Linked DNA regions of Mus musculus: all the other regions are linked to region 3. Evidence: chromatin contacts called from public HiChIP or PLAC-seq data. All regions are on one chromosome and are shown on one strand. The core of a region is the stretch at or near the end of the contact, and the rest is flanking DNA. Distances in the headings are between cores, read along the strand shown. Region 1 has its middle 130 kb from the start of Kif18a. Region 2 overlaps Mettl15 (methyltransferase like 15). Region 3 holds the start of Bdnf (brain derived neurotrophic factor). Region 4 overlaps Kif18a (kinesin family member 18A).

Region 1 (5,626 bases), core at 2,153-4,652, 290 kb before region 3:
TATCCTGGGGAGATGTGAACCTCAGCTGTTCACCCTAGATTGGGCACTGATGTCAGACCAAAAGAAGTGACTTTAGGAAGCTGGAGAGATGGATCAGCAGATAAGTGCACCATCTGCTTTTCCCAGAAACCCAGGTTCAATTCTCAGCATCCTCCTAGAGGCTAACAAGCATCCTTAACTCTACTTACAAGAGATCTGACGCCTTCTTCTGGTGTTTGTGGGCACTATATTCATAAGTTATACAGACATTCATGCAGGGAAAATGCCAGGCACATAAGATAAAAATAGTCCTACTTTTAAAAAGAGAGAAAGATGAGAAAGGGGAAGGAAACGAGAGAGGGACATGGCCACAAGCTCCTATCCCAACCCAGAAGTTATTTCCAACTGACAGCTGCTTGCCAAGAAATAATTAAGCTTTCTCCAATGAAGTTTCACTGGGCATACCTGCCACATTTAAGGGTGGCCCAATGCCAAACAATAGACAGCCACACAAGACAAACTCACTGGTATTTTGAGAGATGTTTTGTCTTATAATACTTTGGGCTTTTTTTTTCCTTCCTTTTTTACCTTGCCTTTTGCTTATCTATTACGGATTCCATTTTTGTGGATGTATAGGTTTTCTCTCTGTCTCTGTCTCTCTTTATGTGTGTGTGTGTGTGTGTGTGTGTGTGTGTGTGTGTGTGTGTTTGTGTGTGTTTCTGGTGCTTTTTCTTTTCTCCCTCTGTTCAGCCCCACTTGCCTCTTTGATTTATTTCTTATTTTTGTTGTTGTTTGTTTGTTTTCCCTGTTTGCTTCTAAAGAGAGATAGAAAGAAGGCTGGAGTCAGATGGATGGGAAGGTGGGGAGGACCTGGGGGAGACCAGGGAGGTAAAACTGTTATCAGAGGATTCTGTGGGGGAAAAACACTTTATTTTCAATTAAAAAAGAAAAAAGAAAAGAACTGATTCCACAAAACCCTAGCTTGGTGAGCCAATGAGTTTCTGGGGTTATTTATAGGTGCATGTTCCTGTGTACTGGAGTTACTTATAAAATCATAGGTAACTCAAAGTTATCTACATCACCATAAAGCCTATCCCAATGTGGGTGATGACTTGATGATGAATCACGAAAGCTCTGGCACTCCCTGAGCAGCTTGCAGGCAGCTCTATGAAGAGTGTCTACCCCAAAAACCATACTGTTTACACGTTGTTGGGGAGGGGAGTCTAGGTTTCGTAACTTTCTGACCTCCTTGACCAGGTAAGTTGCAGAAGCTTCTCTTTTGTTTAACAGAGGCAATAACTGCATAACACTTGCATATATCATCTTGTGTGTGTGAAAAAAATCAAATTTCCATAAAAATTTCTGAATAAAAATCTCTAGCCTTTGAGCCTAAAATAGGTATTTTAATACATTCAAGTGATTGTGATCACTTCTGAATTTTCAGACCTAGCACATAAATGGAAAGAGTCCCATCTCTAAACTGAGAAACATGACATCCATGTACAAAGAAACAGAAAATTTGTGTGGAACATTTGGTGCCAATGTAAAACATAAAGTTTGGTGATAAGGAAAAAATATTTCAGAACGGTGTGCATAATATACTTCTATTTTTAAAATTGATGTTGAAATCATATATACCAAGAAAAGTTTTATGCGTAGCAAAATTACAAAAAGTTTTGAAGATATGCATACCTTATAATGACAGTTAACCCAATTCAATGATTACAGAGAGCATCCAAGACATTCAATATATATATATATATATATATATATAGATATATATATATATAGATAGATAGATAGATAGATAGATAGATATAGATATATCATAGTGCTTGAGTATTCCTAGTCCTCCAGCAAGTTTCTGTATATTTCCCTTTCTATTAACACATCTACTCATCAGTCTTCATGGCATTTTAGGTCTTGATTGAGCCACTGCAAGAAAGCTATATGATAGCTAAGAACTGTATCGTTGCATTCAGAAAGACCTGGGTATCAAATATGGTCCCATCACTTATCGGTGACATGGCTTAAGATAATTGGCCTGATTTTAGGCTTTTAATTTCTCATTGCAAATGAAGCTAAAATATTTATATTATACCCCCCCTAAAGTGACCCAGTCTAATAATGAATGATCACATTTCAATCAAGAGATCCCTTAAATAATACTTTTCCAGAATTTATGAAACCTGTTAAGATCACCACAAACAAGGAAAATCTGGGATACTGTTATAACTATGAGATGTTTAGGAAGACTTGTCAACTGAAGAGAATGAGGGGTTCAAGCTGAGATAGATCATCAATGGAAAAAGACATCAGGTAAAAGCAAAGGGATTCTAAATAGCATGTGGAGTTTGGTTAATAACAAATGCTAATTCATTTATTATATAATGATATAAAGTATTAGTAGCAGGGCAAATTGTGTATGAAGTACATAGGAACACTCTGTGTGACCTTCGGAATAGTTTGTAAATTTAAACCTTATTATAAAAGAAATAAATACTGACTCATGGGTATATATAAGGTACAAACTTTGCATTTCGGTACCTTGTAGGCAGAATAGAGTCCAATCAATAGCAGCAATTCCTATTAGGCTATCCTACCTTGCTTTTCTCTCTCACTGTCACTGTCTCTTAGTGTCTTAGGAAGTGTTCACAACACTCTGTAAGGCACCTTCCAGCTAGGAGACTCTGAGCCTCTCTCACTGAATTTCCTTGGACCTGATTTGCTATATGTGAGTAATAGTCACCATCCTTCCAACCTCCTTGGACACAGTAAAATAACTTGATATTTACTTTCTTTATTATCCAGCTCAATGCAGCACTTAGGCTCTCTTGGAAGTTTCCTTTATCAAAAGACTAGGAATCAGAATGGTTATCCACACACACCCCCTGCCGCACCCCTGCAATGGCTTCAGAGGATTGACTATTAGATTCTGATGTCAGAGAAGCCACTATCACTAGTCCTGTGCATCTGGGCTTATAACAAGAAAGCCATAAACAGAAGGACTCTGGAAAGTGGTCCAGGAAAAAAAAATCAAACTTCTCTGCACAAACCCAAGATCTCTGGGCTGACTACCTTATGGCTTGTAGGGCTGTCTCATTCTCCATTGGCTCTTTAGGAGCCTGTTTGCAAAATCTCATCAAAGCTCTTTCAAGAAGAGAAATTAACTAAGTGCAAGTTGAAGTGTGTATGCTCTTCTGTGTGGCCCCAGAATGATTTGAGTCTACTGAATGGAATTTCATACATGTGTTGAGTGAAGTGATTTATTATGGGTGGTAATGGAAATTAATTTCACTTTGAACCCTGGGGCACCAGAAAATGCCTAAGTGCTGAGCCATTTTCTGTAAGTAGGCTATAAAGCAGCAACGTGCTTCTGACTGGGTGGTGAGGTGGCAATGACCACTTGTAAAACAATGAGCTAGAATAGGAAGTTAATGGGCCCTGGCCGTCAGGCAGCCTCTAGAGCCCGTCCTACTAGCCTCTGCTGTCAGGGGATTCTCAGGCTTCTTGGCGCCATGGATAATGGATACAGCAACAGTCCCCGTATGCTCAAGGAGAGCCAAAGAGAATAGGGTAACATTCCTTGAAGGTCAATGACCAAGCATGACCAAAACACTTGGCTCAGGGGGTAACCCCATCGCTGGGACTACCCTTAGTAGGAAGCAAACTGGTTCAGAGCTATAAATGGCCAGAGAAGATCCTGTTTCTAAGAATGACCTCAGCTAAAGCGCTCAGTGCTGCATTTGAGAAGAAAAGTGTTTACCTAGAGGACCTGTGGAGGTTTCCACCACACTCTACTGATTCAAAAACTTGAAAAATTCCCAGTTCGTAAACAAAATTGTCAAAAAAATTAACAAAATACAGTCTTTTAAACAAATGGTATTGAGGAAACAGTTTCAACGAATAGAAAAGTGAAACTAGAACCAGTATCTTTCATCTTGTATATAAATGAATTCAAATTAGATAAAGGACCCTACTGTAAGACCTAAAACTTGGAAACTACCCAAGGACAACTGAAAAAAGACTTCGAGATATAAAAAAAATAGGCAAGAGCTTTCTCAAAAGGATTTCAAAGCATGAGAAACCAACCACCCTAGAAACTGACCAGAGGAGGATTGCATGGTATTAAACATCTTCTGCACAACAAAGAAAACATTTAGTAGAGGGAAGAGACAACCTACCAAAAAACAAACAAGCAAACAAACAAAAAAACAAATTCTTGCCAACTCCATATTAACTGGGGAATTAATATTTGGATATACAAAGAACTTGAAAACTTAAACAGCCAAACTCCAAATCCCATTAAAAATGAGCTAGTGAACTAAATAGGTTGTTATCAAAAGAAAAAAATACAGATGGCCAATAAATATATGTGGAGAATGCTTAACACTCTTAGCCAACAGAAGATTGGGAATTAAAACTATTTTTCAATAATATCTCTCTCACTCCAGCCAGAAGAAAACAGATGGCAATAGTTCCTTGTGAGGACATCAGGAAAGATAGCTCATTATATACAGCTGTTGGGAATTTGCACTGGCCCATTCATAATGGAAATCAGTGTGGATGTTCCTCAAAAACTGCTTTATAATCCAGCTGCAATGCTTTGGGGTATATACCTAAGGACTTCTAGCTAGCACTCCATAGTGATACTTGCATGGCTATGTTTATTGCTGTATTATTCAAAATAACCAGGTAATGTAACCACTTTAGATGTTCATTAACAGCTAAATGAGTGAAAAATGTGGTTCACATACACAATAAAATCTTATGCAATTGTTACAAAAATTAAATCATTATATTTTCAGGAAAGGGTGTGTCTTTATATTAACTGAGAGAAGGCACATTCAGAAAGACAAGTATTGTATGTTTTCTCTTACATAAGAGACCTAAATTAAAATTGTGTGTGTTTGTGTGTGTGTATGCGCACACGAGTGTGTGCATGTATGAAGCTTATTACTTTATTAATCTAAAATATATTTTTTAAAAGCACAATGGGCCAACATCAAAAGTCAAAAGAACAAAAGAACATTCTAAGGACTGAAGTTAAGATGCACACATCTTCTACCTCAGCACTGTAAGCCTGGGAGTTACTGGAGAGTACAGCTTCTTTTTACATGGAATTCAGCATATGCTCATTACATGTAATGAACTCACACTATTAAGCATATTGCTTTATACTATTTATAATTATGTGTACCTGTGTGTGTGTCTTCATGTGGTTATCCACATGTGATGTCTGAGGAAGCCAGATGTCAGATTCAGATCCCTTGGAGCTGGAGTTACAGATGGTTGTGAGCTATTTGACGTGGTGATGCAATTTAAACTCTGGTCCTCTAGAGGAGTAGCAAAAACTCTTAATGGCTGAGCCATACCTCCAGCTTCCATATATATATCCCGTCTGTCATATTTTCTATCATCTCGGGAGCCTTTAGGATGTTCTGTTTACTTTGGCATTCCCAGGACCACACCATTGCCTGTACACAACAGGTCTCTGGGAAAGGTTGGTGAAAGGCTGAATAAATCATACTATTTTAGGTAATACAAGGATAAGTAAAGCACAGAGCCTATGTTTAAATGATCGCTTTATTTGTCAGAGAAAGCAGTCATTTGGGCCATTCATTCATTTCTCTTCTTTTCAATAAAT
Region 2 (5,580 bases), core at 2,659-5,158, 450 kb before region 3:
CACAAAAGAGCTCATCTTCACAAGCAGATATCCCTTTCAGTTTGCACACATTCTTCCCATAAGATTCCATACCTTCCTACCGCCTCCTGTAGCACAGAAGCCCAGCCTCTGTCCTTTTGTTTAGGTCTAATATTAAACTATCTTGCTTGTTCCTTTTTGACTCCCATACTGAGAATTTGTGGCTTATATGCTTAGGCACATAATAAGTTTCTGTTTTTCTTTGCCAATAAATTGTGAGTTTATGTTACAGACTCAGTCATTAAAGTTATAGAACCATCCCTAGTCTAACCTTAATAAATTATGTATTTTATATGTAAATGCATATCTTTTAATAATTATTTAATATAAATGTGTCATTGAGCCTATAAAGCAATTGTATCCTCAAAGAAAGGTGGTCTGCAAAGTCAGAGTTGGGACCAGACTCCTGGTTTCTTTCTTAACTTCTTAGTTTAGAAGGTGAAGACTATAGAATGGCCATGCTGGGTATATATGATTACTCATCTAAGCTGGCAAGGCTGCTAAAAACTTGGTATTTTAACAGCCACCTACACACACACACACACAGAGAGAGAGAGAGAGAGAGAGAGAGAGAGAGACAGAGACAGAGACAGAGACAGAGACAGAGAGATAGACAGAGACAGACAGAGAGAGACAGAAAGAGAGAGAGAGACAGAGACCAGACTCTAGACTTTCTGTCATATTGTCATCTCAATACAAATAATGTCAAATTAACTCAATTAAAATATTTTCACACAAAATGCAACAGCTAAAAATGTCAGAAAAGAAATTGAATTCTACTGTTCTTGATGCTGGTAATAAAGTATAAAGCTACTTGAACAATTTAATTTTAGGTAGAAATTAAAGCAAATTATTCACTTTCTCAAATGCTGTCTTAGTCTAACAGTGCTGCTCTAACAGTCAAGCTGCTTCCTAATCTGGTACCAATTCCACTTCTAATCTCATTTTCTTTACGTTTTTCTTCAGTATAACATGTTGTAAATCCCCTTTATGTGACAAGAATCTAATTAATCATGAGCTCACATCTTTGCCTGAGATGACAATGTCCTTAGAAACCCCTTAAGTTCCATGATGGCTACCTAAATAGTAAGGACAAAAGACAAACTCAAAAGGGCGCAGACAGGACTGACTCCTATCAGTAGAAATCAACTGACACACCCAGGGATCCATCCCATAATCAGCCTCCAAACATAGACACTATTTGCATATGCCAGCATGATTTTGCTGAAAGGACCCTGATATAGCTGTCTGTTGTGAGGCTATGCTGGTGTCTGGCAAACACAGAAGTGGATGCTCACAGTCAGCTATTGAATGGAACACAGAGGCCCCAATGGAGGAGTTAGAGAAAGTACCCAAGGAGCTAAAGGGGTCTGCAACCCTATAGGGGGAACAACAATATGAACTAACCTGTACCCCCAGAGCTCATGTCTCTAGCTGCATATGTAGCAGAAGATGGCCTAGTCAGCCATCATTGGGAAGAGAGGCCCCTTGGTCTTGCAAAATTTATATGCCTCAGTACAGGGGAATGCCAGGGCCAAGAAGTGGGAGTGGGTAGGTAGGGGAGTGGGGGGTAGGGTATGGGGGACTTTTGGGATAGCATTTGAAATGTAAATGAAGAAAATACCTAATTAAAAAAGAAAAAGAAATCACACTTACATGCATCTTACACAAGAACTAAAACAAATTTGAAAATAGACAATAAAATCACTATTTCAACAATCCTTTGGGATTTAAGAAAAATTATTAAGTCTTATAACAACAACAGAGAAGGGAAAGGGGTAGGAAAGGAAAAGGGAAAGGAAAAGGGGAAAAGGAAAGGAAAAGAAAGGAAAAGGAAAAAAGGACTCCAGAGACCCAGTATATTTGATATGGTAGGTTTCCTACTGCAGTAATAAAACACCATGGCCAAAAGCAACTTGTGGAGTAAAATATTTATTTTGCCTATGCTTCTATATCACAATTCAACATAAACAACAAAACAAAAAACAAAAAAACAAACAAACAAAAACAGGGCAGAAACTCACAAATGGCAGGCATCAGGAGGCAGGAGCTGATTCTGAGTCCATGGAGGAGTGCTGCTTATTAGCTTCTCAGTTGCTTTTCTGATACCAGCACAGAGGTAGCACCACCAACAATGGGCTGGGCTCTCCCACATCCATCACTAATTAAAAAAAAAAAAAAAAACCTACAATTTGTCTATATGGCAATCTCTTAAAGCCATTTTCTCAATTGAAGCTCCCTCCACTCAGATGACTCTAAGCTTGTGTCTAGGTAAAATAAATCTAGCCAGCATACCTATTTAGTAAGTTTAGAACAGAGAAATTTTGCTAGTAAATGAAGGAAAACTATATACCAAGATACAATAGAAGAAATTAAAGATAAATAATGCAAAATTTAGTTAAGGCTATTCTATAACTTAAAACTATTATAAAGAGGTAGTAGAGAAAAAGCTAAAAAGGAAAATCTGTTCCAGCATTAATTTAACTTCCATGAAGAAAAGATACTGCCTACCATAATTTGTGTTATGTCATCAATTAGAAAATATATCTCAATTTCAAGTGACTAATTCAAAAATATTTGAGAATGAATACAAGATAATTATAGTTCAAAGGAAGCGTGGTTCCACACAGCTGTAATTCTACCATACAGAATGCAGAGGCAGGAGCTAAATAAAAAGTCCATTTGGAAATAGACAGACAGACAGATGGATGGACATATGGAGAGATGGATGGATCAGCAGATGGGCAGACAGGTAGGCAGGAAAGCTAGGGATAAGGCTTGGTGGAAGAATAAAATAGGGTTCCTAAGGCCTTTAGTCCTTTGATATCCAACACAAAAAGAGCTGGGGGCAAAAAGATTGAGAATGAGGAGGGAGGAAGGAAAAGAATTGATCTTGGTGTAATGTATTGCTAGAACAAATGTTTTTCCAAAGCTTTTTTATGATAAAATGCAGCAAATTGGATTAAACCACATGCTAAGTGCTATCACGGACTGCTAACAGTGTTTACGCACATATAGTTGGGGATGCTAAGTTATTAACTTGCTAGGAGTCAAGTACTACATTTTATATGATGCACATAATTTCTGTCCCTGAGAGGTAATAAGGAGAACTAGAAAAGTAGTGTATAAAGCACCTGAAAAATCCTAGGCACTTATTTGTAAGGGTTTTTTCTCTTTGTTCATATTTTCCTCAACAATTCACTCTAGTATTTTATCATCTTGCAAGAAGATACTTGCTTGCTTCAGCCAAAATATCTTCCTGTTGTTATTCAATTCCTTTACAAATCCTTGTATGTAGATAAAATACCTTCCATCAAAAAAATACAATGCCAATGAAGAAATATCTTGTAACACATGTTATTTTAATGACTTTATTATATCAAAGTTCTACAATGTAACAGAATCATAGTAACCCATTTAATATTCTTATTAAATAAGGTAGTGACAGTTGGGAGAGTGGGCTCTTCTAAAACAATTCAGTATACTGTTATTGTATGAACTCAGCTTCTCTTAAGGACTGACAAATTACCAAGATAAAAAGAAAATGAATTGAATTATCTTTTAAGACAAAAAAAAAAAAAACCACCAAAAAGTCAAAGTAAACAACATAGGTTTTATAAATGGCACTGAAGAAAGCACCATGGTAAGTATAGGGCTATTCAACATATTTTTTTAAATTCATGAAGGAAAATAAACCACCAAATTTCAAAGAACAATTAAGCAAGTTGCCAAAAGACAAAATCCTTTGGTGGGATGTCAATCAGTAACACCGAGCTGACAACTGTGCCTTAATTAATTTTGAAACTGTTTCCAATTAGTTAGTAGAGAACACTAGAGGCTTCATGCTGCCTGTGACTCAGTGCACTGACTCATCCACCAGAACTTTCCTACACAAGAAATATCCCAGCACCCGCCAGGACACAAGATCAAAAGGAAAGACGGTTCACCAGCCTTCTTAGTTAAAGCCCTGTGATAAATTTAGATGACCAGGAGGATATGAGACAACTTTCCAAAAGTTTCATCAGTCAGAAATAGCTTGAGAAGTTAGATTTGTTAACAAAACAATGAAAGCTCATTGCTTAGAAATAAGTTTTGCAAGTATATCTATAAAACTACTAGCTGTTTTAAGATTATATAGAAGATATAAATAACAATCATTAAAGGGTTCATTTAAAGTTACGCAGTCATCATATTAAAAATAGTATAAAATTCATAGCTCCTTAAATAGAAATGGAAACAATATTTAAACATGAACAAAATCCTAAAACTATCACCTAAATTTTTTCACATATTGATTTCACATTTAGTTTATTTTCAGTGTGATCCACAATTACCACATTAGAATTAATCTAAGCTTTTTAAATGGCTCCTTAAAAGAAACTATAGTAAGAATGTAAGGCAAAAACTGGGAGGTTTGGTTTTTGTTTTTAAGTCAGGGGTTTTGAGTTCATTGGTTTTCTTTTCCTCTGATAATTCCATACAAGAGGGCCATACATATATCATTTCCATCCTCCCACTTTCCCATCCAAGTCATCTTACTTTCTCCCACATTCATGACCTCTTCTTCCTTGTAACATTCATTTGTGTGTGCATGCAGCCATGTGTGAGTGTGTGGGGGTGCATGAGCGTTTGTGTGTCTGTGTGTGTCCTGCTCAGTCCATTTGGTTTTGTTCATATGTGAAGGTGTTTAGGGCTGACTACTAGAGATTAGATAATCTATTGGGCCAGGAGAAAACTGATTCTTTCATCCCAGTATAAATTAATTACCTGTAACTCTTCATCTGTGGGTGGAAGCTTGTAAGATTACTTTCCTCCCATACACATTGCCGCCATGCTAACTGGTATACTTACACAGATCTTGTTTAGACAACTATATTGTCCAGATTTCATGATTGTAGCTCTCTTGTCATAAACAGAATATATCCAACAATAGATGCTCTAATCCTGTGACTTTTTCACTCTTTTCAGCCCCTCCCCCTATCCTGCAAAAATTCCTTGAGCTTTAGGTGTAGGGTTTCTGTTTTATCAGTTAGGGTTGGGCACATCGTTATTAGCTGTTGTCTGTATTTTCATCAGTAGTAGCTCTGTAGTGGCCTCTGTTTGCTGCAAAAAGAAGCATTTTTGAAGACAGAGAAATCTACAGTTCTCTATAGGTAAAAGGATAATATTTATTGGTACAGTGACAACAGGCGGGTAGATCAATGGAATAGAATTGAAGATCCAGAAATGAACCCACACACCTATGGTCACTTGATCTTTGACAAAGGAGCTAAAACCATCCAGTGAAAAAAGACAGCATTTTCAACAAACCGTGCTGGCTCAATTGGCATTTAGCATGTAGAGGAATGCAAATTGATCTATTCTTATCTCCTTGTACAAAGCTCAAGTCCAAGTGGATCAAGGACGTCCACATAAAACCAGATACACAGAAACTAACAAAAGAAAGCGAGGAAGAACCTCAAACACAAGGGAACGGGGGAAATTTTCCTTAACAGAGCTCCAATAGCTTACGCTCTAAGATCAAGAATTGGCAAATGGGAACTCATAAAATTGCAAAGCTTC
Region 3 (5,063 bases), core at 453-2,952:
TTATATTTTTTTCTAAAAAAAAATAAAATAAAATGAATAATAAAGGTCTGTCTGCCCTAGCCTTTACTTATTGGCTGGATTAGAGGGGCAACGTTTAACAAAGCAGCAATCCAGGTAGACACTTGGCAGAGTTTATCATACAGCTAAATGAAAGTAGCCCTCCAGAACCTAGTCATGTAACTGATCTCTCATAGGTTAAAAAAAAAATCAAACAACCAAACAAAAACGGTCCAAAGACCACTCTCTGCTCTAGAGGAAGGGGGCTTAGTGAGCTACCCACCCCTCACCCTAAATCCTGGTTAAGTATATATACATATATATATTGATGTGTTGTTGCTGCCTAGATAATGACAGGCTTGGCTTCTGTGTGCGTGAATTTGCTAGGACTGGAAGTGAAAACATCTACAAAGCATGCAATGCCCTGGAACGGAATTCTTCTAATAAAAGATGTATCATTTTAAATGCGCGGAATTCTGATTCTGGTAATTCGTGCACTAGAGTGTCTATTTCGAGGCAGAGGAGGTATCATATGACAGCTCACGTCAAGGCAGCGTGGAGCCCTCTCGTGGACTCCCACCCACTTTCCCATTCACCGAGGAGAGGACTGCTCTCGCTGCCGCTCCCCCCACCCACCCCCGGCGAGCTAGCATGAAATCTCCCAGCCTCTGCCTAGATCAAATGGAGCTTCTCGCTGAAGGCGTGCGAGTATTACCTCCGCCATGCAATTTCCACTATCAATAATTTAACTTCTTTGCTGCAGAACAGGAGTACATATCGGCCACCAAAGACTCGCCCCCTCCCCCTTTTAACTGAAGAGAAGGGGAAATATATAGTAAGAGTCTAGAACCTTGGGGACCGGTCTTCCCCAGAGCAGCTGCCTTGATGTTTACTTTGACAAGTAGTGACTGAAAAAGGTGGGTTTCTTTTCTTTCTCTTTCCTCACCCCCCCCCCCGCCCCCGTTTGGTCTGCTGGGAAGCATATGGCTTTAGTGAGGTCTGTTATTGCCTAGGCTTCCCGGCTAGAAGCAGTAACTTGGTGTAATGCTATCCGGGGTTATTCATTAATAAAAAATACTGTTATTATCTTGATTGAATTCTATTAGGCACACTCCGGAGAGGTCAGGGCGCAAACTCTGGTTAAGCCGATGTGTTTAAGGTAGCGGAGTAAACCATAACCCCGCACACTCTGTGTAGTTTCATTGTGTGTTCGCTTTTTCTAGCTTTGTGGTGCGGGAAGGTGCGGGAAGGTGTGTCTGGGGCCGGGGCCTGGGGGTGGGGGTGGATGCACGCCCTCTCCCACAGAACTTGGGTGCTGGGATGGAAAAGATGGGGAGAGTTGCAAACCAGGGGAGAAAGATTTGAACGTGTGAGACTCACACTCGCTTCCTCCTACTCTAGAGCACATTGCGGGGAGTAGGGTGCCTAGGAACCGGGATTCGACCACCCCTCCTAGCAAAGGGCACCCTGCGGAGACCGCAGAGGGCAGGCACAGAGCTTTGGGTTTAAGCAGCGAGCTCCGGGGAAATGGAGAGAAGCCAGTGCAAGGCGATCAGGGATACCCCGAGGGCTTCCGAGGGCTTCCGAGGGCTTCCGAGGGCTGAGCCCCCGCAAGGAAAAGGCGCGTCGTCCCCTTTAAGCAGCCACCCCAATGGGTATCGGTGGCGCGGCGGAGCAGGGAGGGGATAGGGGCGGCGCTGTCTGACCAATCGAAGCTCAACCGAAGAGCTAAATAATGTCTGACCCCAGTGCCTGGCTCTGGCTGAGCTCTGGGTGCCCGTCGCTGCTGCCGTGCCGGGGCGCACCCGCTGGCTGGCTGTCGCACGGTTCCCAGTGCGCCCGGGACTCCCGGGCTTGGAGAAGGAAACCGCCTGGGGCGGCGCGCCACCTCCGCCTGGGAGGCTTTGATGAGACCCGGTTCCTTCAACTGCCACCACTGCCTTGGGGCAGACGAGAAAGCGCACGGGGCCCAGGGCAGGGCGCAGGGACCAGAAGCGTGACAACAATGTGACTCCACTGCCGGGGATCCGAGAGCTTTGTGTGGACCCTGAGGTAGGCGACTGCGGGGCGTGGGGCTAAGTGCGAGAGCCAGAGGCGCGTGCGCCCGGGAAAGTTGGCTAGGGGACTGAGAAGTTGTGGGACTGCAGAACTCCGGCTTCACCTTCGTCCCGGGACAGCGGAGGGGCGGGCTTGCTCCTGGGGAGCGTTCTCCCGGGATCCCACGACTCTGAGGGACAGTGCGACCCCAGGAATCCCTTCAGTGTGAGAGAAAAAGCCAAGGGAAGAGGACGACTTGCGCCATGGGAGCTAAGCCTGCGTCCCGGGGATCCCCGAAGTCCTCCCGCAGACGAGGAAGGGTGGTGAGAGAGATATAGAGCGACAGCTGTTGGGGGCTCAGACGGATGGCACCGGGACAGGGCTGGGATGAGAGCCCTTACCACCGGCTTAGGCACTCTCCACGCAAATTTGGACCGGGGTGGTGTGTAGTCCGAGAATGGGTCTTGGCGCCTTCTGTCCTCATCTCTTTTCCTGGGTATCACAACAGGCTGTTCACTGTCACCTGCTCTCTAGGGAGTACTACCAAAGCTTACTTACAGGTCCAAGGTCAACGTTTAACTAGGAAAACTTGGGACCCTTCTTATCGCTGGGGCCTGAAAGGGTCTGCGGAACTCCAGGACAGCCTGTATCCGACCCTCTGTCCATCCTGCGCACCTCCCTTTGGGCATCCTCCTGAGGAAGTGAAAGTTTTGACTTTCATCCGGGAGTAGGTTGGGTGTTTATGGAGGATGAAGAGGCTAGTTTTGATTTCCAGGGATGCTGAAACAGGAAGAGCAATGGATAAGCGACCTAAGCGTAGAAAGAAATAGCTGAAGATGGGGGCTTTGTGCTTGATGACAAGGAAGAAGGGGAAATTGCTGCCGGGGGTGGGGGGGGGGTGGTGTTGTTCCCCCCGGGGCTGCTGAGGGCGGTGAGCCACAGGCTGTGAGTTTGAGTTTGAACTGGTGTTTTAGTGAAAACAATTCGTGAGTTGGGGGTGGAGCCTGGGCTAGGAAACTGGGGATGGGGACTTGGGGATGGGGGGAGCCGGAGGGAGAGAGGGAGGATCCAAGGAGGAGGGAGGGGAGGGCCAGGAGAGCTGAGCTAGGAAGGTAGAGGGTGCCCTCTTCTGGCCACACTGGCAAGAGTAGCTGCTGGGGCTCGTCGAATGGGGGCGGGGAAGTGTTTTAGGGGCAGTTTTGCTGGTCGTTATGGGGGTTGCGAGTAGAAACTTGTTGAGTGGCGTTTTGAAACAGCTTCCTGAAGATGTGCGGCTCGGTTCGGAATTTTGGCTTGTTGCATTTCTTTCCTTGAGTTGCCGGGGTGCTTTGAGATACCATTGACTAAGTGCTAGGATTTTCTTGATCTTACTTGAGGGTCTTCCCGGCATCCTAAAATATCCGTCTTCTCAGCGTCAACAACAGCCTTTTAGCCCCTCTCACAAGAATACAGGATGTTCTTGTCTGGAAGTATGTTTCTGCCTGTTTATTAATCCTTCTAGAACTTATCCTTTTTTTAAAAAGAAAGCGATGTATAATTAGGAACAGTAATTGTTATCTAATTGTATATGAAAGGCTAAATGACTCCCCCTTCCCAACAATTGGATCAACTTACTGAAAAATATACCCCTCTTTTAATTCTTCTCCAAAAATCGATTCTTTTATACATTAGTTATAAGGTCAAAAGCCATTTTGATCCTTCGATTGATTTTTGTTTTGTCTTGTTGCATTATTTATTTATTTATTTTATTTACGGGTTTGATTCCTCTAAGCATCCGGGCCCCTGTAAGTTTGAGACACTATTTTCAGGTCGGAGGTATCTGAGGTTAGAACAAGAGCGGTTCAAGCTGTTACACACAATAGGCTTAGTCAGGCGCAGAGGATGAAATAACATTAGGGAGCTTTAAAAATAATTACTGCAGTTCACTGATTTTTCATAAGGTTTGGAGGTTTTGGTTTGTTCTTCCTCCCCTCCTCCCCAAGGCAAGAGAGAGAGAGAGAGAGAGAGAGAGAGAGAGAGAGAGAGAGAGAGAGAGAGACTTGTTGAAACGTAATCTCTACTGGAATTTGAAATATGGTAGTTACCATTATTGGAATTCCAGAATCATAAAGTTGTTTTCTGTTCCTCTTCTATGTTATTTTGTAAAAATGGGATAAATATTGGTAAATATTAATAGTAAATACAACGACACAGAACACACGTTGTATAGAGAACTGTTTTACGTCATTAAAATTTTCCTGTTTATAAATGATTCAGGAAGAAAGAAATAATTCCCAGATAAACAAGACTGTTGTGCATGACGTAGACATCTTGAAGCATTAGACCATTGCAGACACACTTAGACATAACATTTTTTAAAACAGACTAACAGTAATTTTTCACATACTTCTAGAGTCTCTCACAGCCCATTCAGAGCTTAGTTTGTAGTTTGGAATCATGCTTGTTTTAGGGTGCTACTTAAGGTCATTTGAAAGGATTGCAAACCTTTATGCATCCAGAAATTAAATCATTTAGGAAATCTGGTTTAGGATGCCTTGAAAGTATGCACCCTTTTAACTGCATACAAGAGGAACCTAGAAAGTGATCATTTGCCTAAACTGCAGCCATGGTTGCTTAAATCTCCTAAAGGTCCCAAGAGAGAAAAGGAGCTGGGTTACTTCTAGTTCATCTTGACTCGCTGGGAGGGAGAAATCATATTAAATGTAAATGCAAATTTCTAAAATCCTAGCACAAAGTCTTGGATTTTCTTTTAAAGGGGGCACCATTAAAATATAAGCTGTTCCCAGCTTCCTGTAATGTTTTAAGAGTCCAATTCTTTTTAATAGTCCCAATAATCTCATTTCTTCCGAATATAAATAGCTCTGGGTTGTAGCTTGGCACACGGAGCAGGCTGAGCACGCCCACCTGATAGTATAGCAACCAGCTTGTTTTTATTCTTTTTTAGATTCATCTTTGAAGCCTTTAGTAAAATCCATCTCCCCCTTCCCCCCTTCTTTCCCCACACTCCACATACCCTATATGTTGTAAAT
Region 4 (5,517 bases), core at 1,924-4,423, 380 kb before region 3:
GATGTTTTCACAGATGAAGCAATTTCCTAGTCGTAAGCACTTATTTCCTGTATAAACAGAGTGTAACCTAACTTCACAGAGAGACTTACCCACGGTCCTGCATCTTTGGACAAAGACTGCTTCCTTGTGACTTTGAAATTAATGCTGTTTTTGTTATGCCCTCCTTCCTTATCTACTTTTTAATTGTCATCTCATACTATAACACTTGGCCTTTCTTTCTCCACTACAATTAAACTAAAAATTTGAGAGCTAACATGACAGTGTCAGTGTCCTGCCCCTACTGTAAACTATTTATTGTGGATAAACAAACCTGGCATAATCAGCCAGTTTTAGAGATCTAAAACTGGCTTTCACTTCCCATTGTACTCTTACTTCAGCTGTTAGTAGCTGACTTGTTCTTGTTGTAAAAGGCTGTGGTCTTCTCATGAAATTTGGTCATTGGTGTATTGAGACAAGAACACACTAAGATTGCAATCTTGGTTTCCCAAGAAGGTCATCTACCCTAGATCTTTGATTGATTTGGTAAGAAGATTGGTCTCAGAGGATAAAAAATGAGGAAGAGCTGGTTTTTATTATGTGTGATTGTTGTTTTGTAAGGAAAACTTATAGAGCTGTTTACAAAACATATTTATACACTTACTTGATTTTCTAACTGACAAACTATCAGGAGATCATGCAAGATGAGTAAGTTGAGCATTTACACTTTAGTCAAGTAAACTGATCTCCATAAAGGCCATGTATTTGGCTTGAGCTGACATTTGTTTCAAGACTGAACATATCCCTAAAAAATCAAATGACTCATAGGTCAATCCTCTAGACGTATCCTGGTTCCATAAAAAGTGTTTTTATCCAAAATACATGATATATTTCTTAAAGTATAAAGGTGAGTTATGTAAATGAATTGTGCTGGCTCATTTTATGTCAGCTTGACACAAACTAAAGTCATTTTTAAAGAGAAACCTCAATTGACAAAATGCCCGCACCAGATGAGTCTGTGGGCAAGCCTGCGGTACATTTTCTTGAATCTCAAAGTAACATTTCTCTGTCACTGTCCCCTATCACCAGTATAAGAAGTAGTTTATATTTAACAAACCTCACCAAGAGCCTACATTCGTTTGTCATTACTAAGAAATTAATATTTTACATCTCCTCCTTTGGCCTTGAACATAATAAATTGGTAATCATAAAAATAGCTACCAAAATAAAATAAAAAAACAAGCAGACAGATTTATACTTTAGAGAATCTATTCAACTGTGGACTACAAAGGTGTATGAAAATATCAAAATGGAGTATCAAAATTGTTTTAGAAAATTCCAGTCATATCTCTATTGTTTATTAGATTATTAGCTAACCAGACAGAATGTCCCTAGAAGTTCACTTTTCCATTAAACAGTTAAAGATGCTAAGATGGTTTTATTCATACTTCACCATATCCACTGAGCTGTTTTTTTGTTTTTTTTTAAGTTTTAATGCATTTCAGGGATGATGAATAAATCATAGGTACTAGATTAGACGATGCCTGGCCCTAAACAAAAGTGTTTAAAAAATGGGAATATTCAAAAGATTTTTTTTTCGAAGATGAAGAATATTGGGGTAGGGAGGCGGGATGCAACTCCAAGCACTGGCTTATATACTGAACTGATCATAGTCAATCCTTAGGTGAAATGTTCCTTCTAGTAGAAGTGGATCTACAGAGTGAATAAATAGTTTTCTTATTATTATTCAGTGGCATGGCAGTGTTGGAAAGTAAGGGTTGTTTATCTTTAAATGTAGTTCTCAAGGAATGCCTCTTTGGGTAGTAGCATTTCAACAAAAATTTGTTATTACTGTATGAAAGTATTGTAAATAAATTGGATCATCAGAGAAGCAGTCATTATAGTATGCTTTTTTTCTGGGCTCCAAACATTTCATTTTCTGAAAACATTTAAACCCTTACCTTGCTGATAAGTTCTTCACTACCTATACAGGATCTCTTATTGTCAAATTTAAAAGCAAAACAAAAAAAGAAAACTTGGTGCCCTCATGAAATGTCATACTAGTTGTAGTATAATTCTTTTAAAAGTCTAAAATATATTTTTCATTATTGATCCTAGGCACTCAATAAAGAGCTTCACTGTCACCATTTACACCTCCAGAACAAAGAACTGAAAACACAAATGGCACACATGACAGCTCTAGCTTGTCTCCAGGAACAGCAGCACAAGCAAACTGAGGCGTAAGTACATCGAGTTAAACAGCCTACCAGTCTTTACATTGCAAACTGAAAGGATCTGGGGAACAGAAATTTTAGCTCTCCACTGTCAGGGAATTGAGTTTTATCTCATAAGGGCTTCATTAATTTGAATTGTTTGCCAGCATCAGAAAATACACAAAAAGAGAATATTAAAGACAATGTGAGGGATGTGGCTCTTTTCTTAGTAACCAATTCCTTTATAGTTCTTTACAGGTTTTCAGGGTTTTGTTTGTTTGTTTGTTTGTATGTTTTGTTTTGTCATTAGCAATCCTAAGATAAGTTTTTTGGTGGCTCTGCCTACTTAACTTCCTGGCCTCTACATTCAAAGCGCTGCCAGTGCTCTCGTCAAGTTTGGTGTCCTCACCTCCACCTTCCCAATATCCAGTATTGGTCCAGGAGACATACCTTGTGTGCTGGCCCATCCTGTGTTCATATGGGTCCTGCAACAAACAAGAGTATTGTTATAAAATATTAGTGGGAAAAATTGTATAGCGTGCAACTCCAAACAAGAACATTAGGGGGAAATTCCACGTGCTCATATCTCATTACTCTATTACTAGCTCTAAATGAGGGTCAGGTATCTCAAATATTTTATTTTATTTTTTTATTAAGTAAATAATTTTCTTTGATAGTTTTACACAGGTACAAAGGACATACTGACCACTCCCACCACCCCCACCACCCTTTCCCAATTTAATACTGTCTACTCTCCTTCCCTGTAGGTCATCTTTTCACCTTCCTGTCTACTTGAGGGGTATTTGTTTGTTTTTTATTTCTTTCTTTCTTTGGTTTGGTTTGCTGTCCCATTGAGTTTAAGCGCACCCATCTGCGAGATCATCAGTTTTGATCTACCCATTGAAATCTGCTGAGCTACACAACCCAAGACAATGCTTCCTTTCCCTATGAATACTATCAATTGCCAGTAATTCGGCTGTACCTAGTAGGGCACCTTGAGGCCCTCTCCCGTCCTCAATTGATTGTTGACAGAGCCATTCAGTGTTGCTAACCACAGTTGTAGATTCCTGATTGCAGTGGTTGTATCGAGTCCAGAAGAAGGCTTTTGCAGCACTTATCCCTGTTTTCCAACTCTACTTTGATTACATTCTTAAAGCTTTGGAAGAGGTGGTGTAAATGCCTTATTTAAGGCTGAGCTCTTGGCCATCACTTTCTTAACATCTTTGGCAGCTGTGTGTCTCCAAATCACCATTGTTCACTGCAGAGACTTCTCTGAACTTGATAATATCTATGGATATAAACATAGAAATTTGCAAGGCAGTGATGTACAGTCATTTTAGTCCAACAAGAGTAAGTTCCATACTTAGCCTATGTCTTCCCTAGCACAGGTTGATAGCCAGGCTTCAGTGCCAAGATAAATTCTGTCCCATGGAGTAGGCTTCAGATCTAGTCAGTTATTAACCCCACTTTTGCACAGGTGACGGTACACCTTGACCAGAAAACTGGTAAAGTTATATTTTGTTTTCTTTGCACTCCTGGGGTTCAAACCTGGTGTGATGGTTTGTATATTCTTGGACCAGGGAGTGGCACCATTTGGAGGTGTGGCCTTGTTGGAATAGGTGTGACCTGGTTGGAATGGGTGTGTCACTGTGGGTGTGGGCATAAGATCCTCACCCTAGTTGCCTGGAAGTCAGTCTTCCACTAGCAGCTTTTGGATGAAGATGTAGAACTCTCAGCTCTGCCTGTGCCATGCCTGCCTGGTTACTGCCATGCTTCCACCTTGAAGATAATGGACTGAACCTCTGAACCTGTAAGCCAGCCCCAATTAAATGTTGTTTTTTTATAAGACATGCCGTGGTCATGGTGTCTGTTCACAGCAGTAAAACCCTAACTAAGACAGTTAGTGTTGCTGGGAGTAATCTGAACTGTGTTGACCTGGTCCAAGAGATTTCAAAGGAAAAGAATTTCAGTATGTGGCATAAAGACTGTTTTGTGGTATTTTGGTGAATAATGTGGCAATTTTTGCCCTTGCCTGAAAAGTCTGCCTGAGGCTAAGGTGAAGAGACTCAGATTAATTGCACTGACAAAGGAAGTTTCAAAAAAGCTCAGCAGAGACTTTGCTCTCTGGTTAAGTCGTATGAAGAGAAGTTTGAACAAGCATAGCAAGCTTAGAAAGGAAAAATATAAAATTTATGGTTCGAGTATTAAAGGGATACCAGGAAGTGAAATGGAGCAAAATCCTGTGTTCTAGAAGATAACAGATTAAGGGAGTGGGACCTTGGGGCAAGATCCTAACCAGCAAAATTTAGATCCAGGCAAGGTGGTACATACCTTTAATCCCAGGAGACTGGCATGCTGATCTCTGCATTCAAGGCCAATCTATAGAGCAAGATCCAGGAAAGCCAAGCTTAGGCAGTGAAGGATTTGGAAAACAGAAAGCCAGTGACAATGTAATAGTACAAGCAGGTCATGTTCTAATTCCTGCAAGCAGCAGAACTTGGCAGCTTCAGCCATGTGGCTCTGGTTCTAGAGTTAAGAATGGAAGGAACTACTGGGACAATTGATGCTGGTTAGCTGGAGCTAACAAATTAGCAGTGATTATGAAGAGACCAGCATCACTGAGGTGAAATCTTTTGGGAAGTGTTTTCTGGGAGCACAAAGAAGCTGTGTTCCAGGGATAGCCAAGGTTGTACCTAGTGCTGCAGCTGGACTTGGTAATGTGTAAGAATCACCCAGGTTGTACTGGTTTTGAAGGGATGAAGGTGTCATGAAGAACAGCTGAGGTTTGGCACTGTGAGAGGTCATGGAAGGCCATATTGGAGAAGGTATAGCCTCAGCTGTAGTTGATGGCCCAGGACTGAAGGGGTCATGCAAAGGATTTGAGGCTTGGCACCATGAAGAGAGCCTATGAGAGGCTATTGGTAAAGCCTAGTTGGAGTGGAACACCCCAGTGTATTGAAGATGTCAGTACCATGGGATGATCACCAAGAACAGTAGCCATAGTGGAGTGGATCAACCTGAGCATAGAGTGCTACAGAGGGCAGAGCTGGATAAGTGATGCCACCCCTTAGGAGGAGCCCAAAAGATCAAGTGGAATCCCAGACATTGAAACAAGAAGCTGTAACTTTGAAATTGCCTTGGAGACTCAAAGATGTTAAACATGCCAGAGCCATGGGATACATGCTGAAGAAAGCTGCTAACAAGGAGTGGAACCAGCCCAGGAGAAAGCAGTTTGTTGCAGTCAAGAAAGATGAAAAAGTGGAGATCTGAAGACCTCTTTGACATCAGCCATGGAGATGCAGAGTTTGGAATTTGCCCAGCTGGTTTC

The links. HiChIP or PLAC-seq counts read pairs in DNA pulled down with a chosen protein or histone mark.
Region 1: a FOXA1 HiChIP or PLAC-seq map of pancreatic cancer cells shows a contact between it and region 3. The contact joins the enhancer-like site here to the promoter of Bdnf in region 3. A contact is called at or near these places in 12 of 484 Hi-C or Micro-C datasets (the C2C12 cell line, the C3H10T1/2 cell line, adipose-derived mesenchymal stem cells and 2 more), 10 of 115 datasets of contacts at active chromatin or transcription factors (a colorectal cancer cell line, embryonic fibroblasts, embryonic limb bud and 3 more) and 1 of 9 other capture datasets (embryonic stem cells).
Region 2: a CTCF HiChIP or PLAC-seq map of the NIH/3T3 cell line shows a contact between it and region 3, with 7 read pairs. The contact joins the enhancer-like site here to the promoter of Bdnf in region 3. A contact is called at or near these places in 1 of 15 datasets of contacts at CTCF or cohesin (the NIH/3T3 cell line), 2 of 115 datasets of contacts at active chromatin or transcription factors (embryonic stem cells and stem cell-derived neural progenitor cells) and 1 of 9 other capture datasets (embryonic stem cells).
Region 4: a contact with region 3 is called in an H3K27ac HiChIP or PLAC-seq map of embryonic stem cells, with 6 times the contacts expected there. The contact joins the enhancer-like site here to the promoter of Bdnf in region 3. A contact is called at or near these places in 2 of 15 datasets of contacts at CTCF or cohesin (the NIH/3T3 cell line and stem cell-derived epiblast-like cells), 6 of 484 Hi-C or Micro-C datasets (brain, embryonic fibroblasts, embryonic stem cells and 2 more), 13 of 115 datasets of contacts at active chromatin or transcription factors (craniofacial prominence, embryonic limb bud, embryonic stem cells and 3 more) and 1 of 9 other capture datasets (pancreatic islet).

Annotation. Positions count from the first base shown.
Region 1 is chr2:109,403,354-109,408,979 of GRCm38.p6, forward strand. No RefSeq gene overlaps it. Among named protein-coding and RNA genes, the nearest start is that of Kif18a, 130 kb to the left of the region's middle. Within about 2 kb of position 3,403, at least 48 of the 459 cell types and tissues checked have an H3K27ac peak or open chromatin away from gene starts, as enhancers often do. A contact at or near this core is called in the C2C12 cell line, the C3H10T1/2 cell line, adipose-derived mesenchymal stem cells and 4 more, where this site is marked.
Region 2 is chr2:109,238,238-109,243,817 of GRCm38.p6, forward strand. The region is part of intron 2 of Mettl15 (methyltransferase like 15); the gene reads right to left. Among named protein-coding and RNA genes, the nearest start is that of Mettl15, 37 kb to the right of the region's middle. Within about 2 kb of position 3,909, at least 32 of the 459 cell types and tissues checked have an H3K27ac peak or open chromatin away from gene starts, as enhancers often do. A contact at or near this core is called in the NIH/3T3 cell line, where this site is marked.
Region 3 is chr2:109,691,861-109,696,923 of GRCm38.p6, forward strand. It overlaps Bdnf (brain derived neurotrophic factor), which reads left to right and starts at 1,703. Exons shown (of 2, transcript NM_001048142.1): 1 at 1,703-2,049.
Region 4 is chr2:109,308,453-109,313,969 of GRCm38.p6, forward strand. Kif18a (kinesin family member 18A) reads left to right here. Exons shown (of 17, transcript NM_139303.1): 12 at 2,095-2,216. Among named protein-coding and RNA genes, the nearest start is that of Kif18a, 30 kb to the left of the region's middle. Within about 2 kb of position 3,174, at least 5 of the 459 cell types and tissues checked have an H3K27ac peak or open chromatin away from gene starts, as enhancers often do. A contact at or near this core is called in embryonic stem cells, where this site is marked.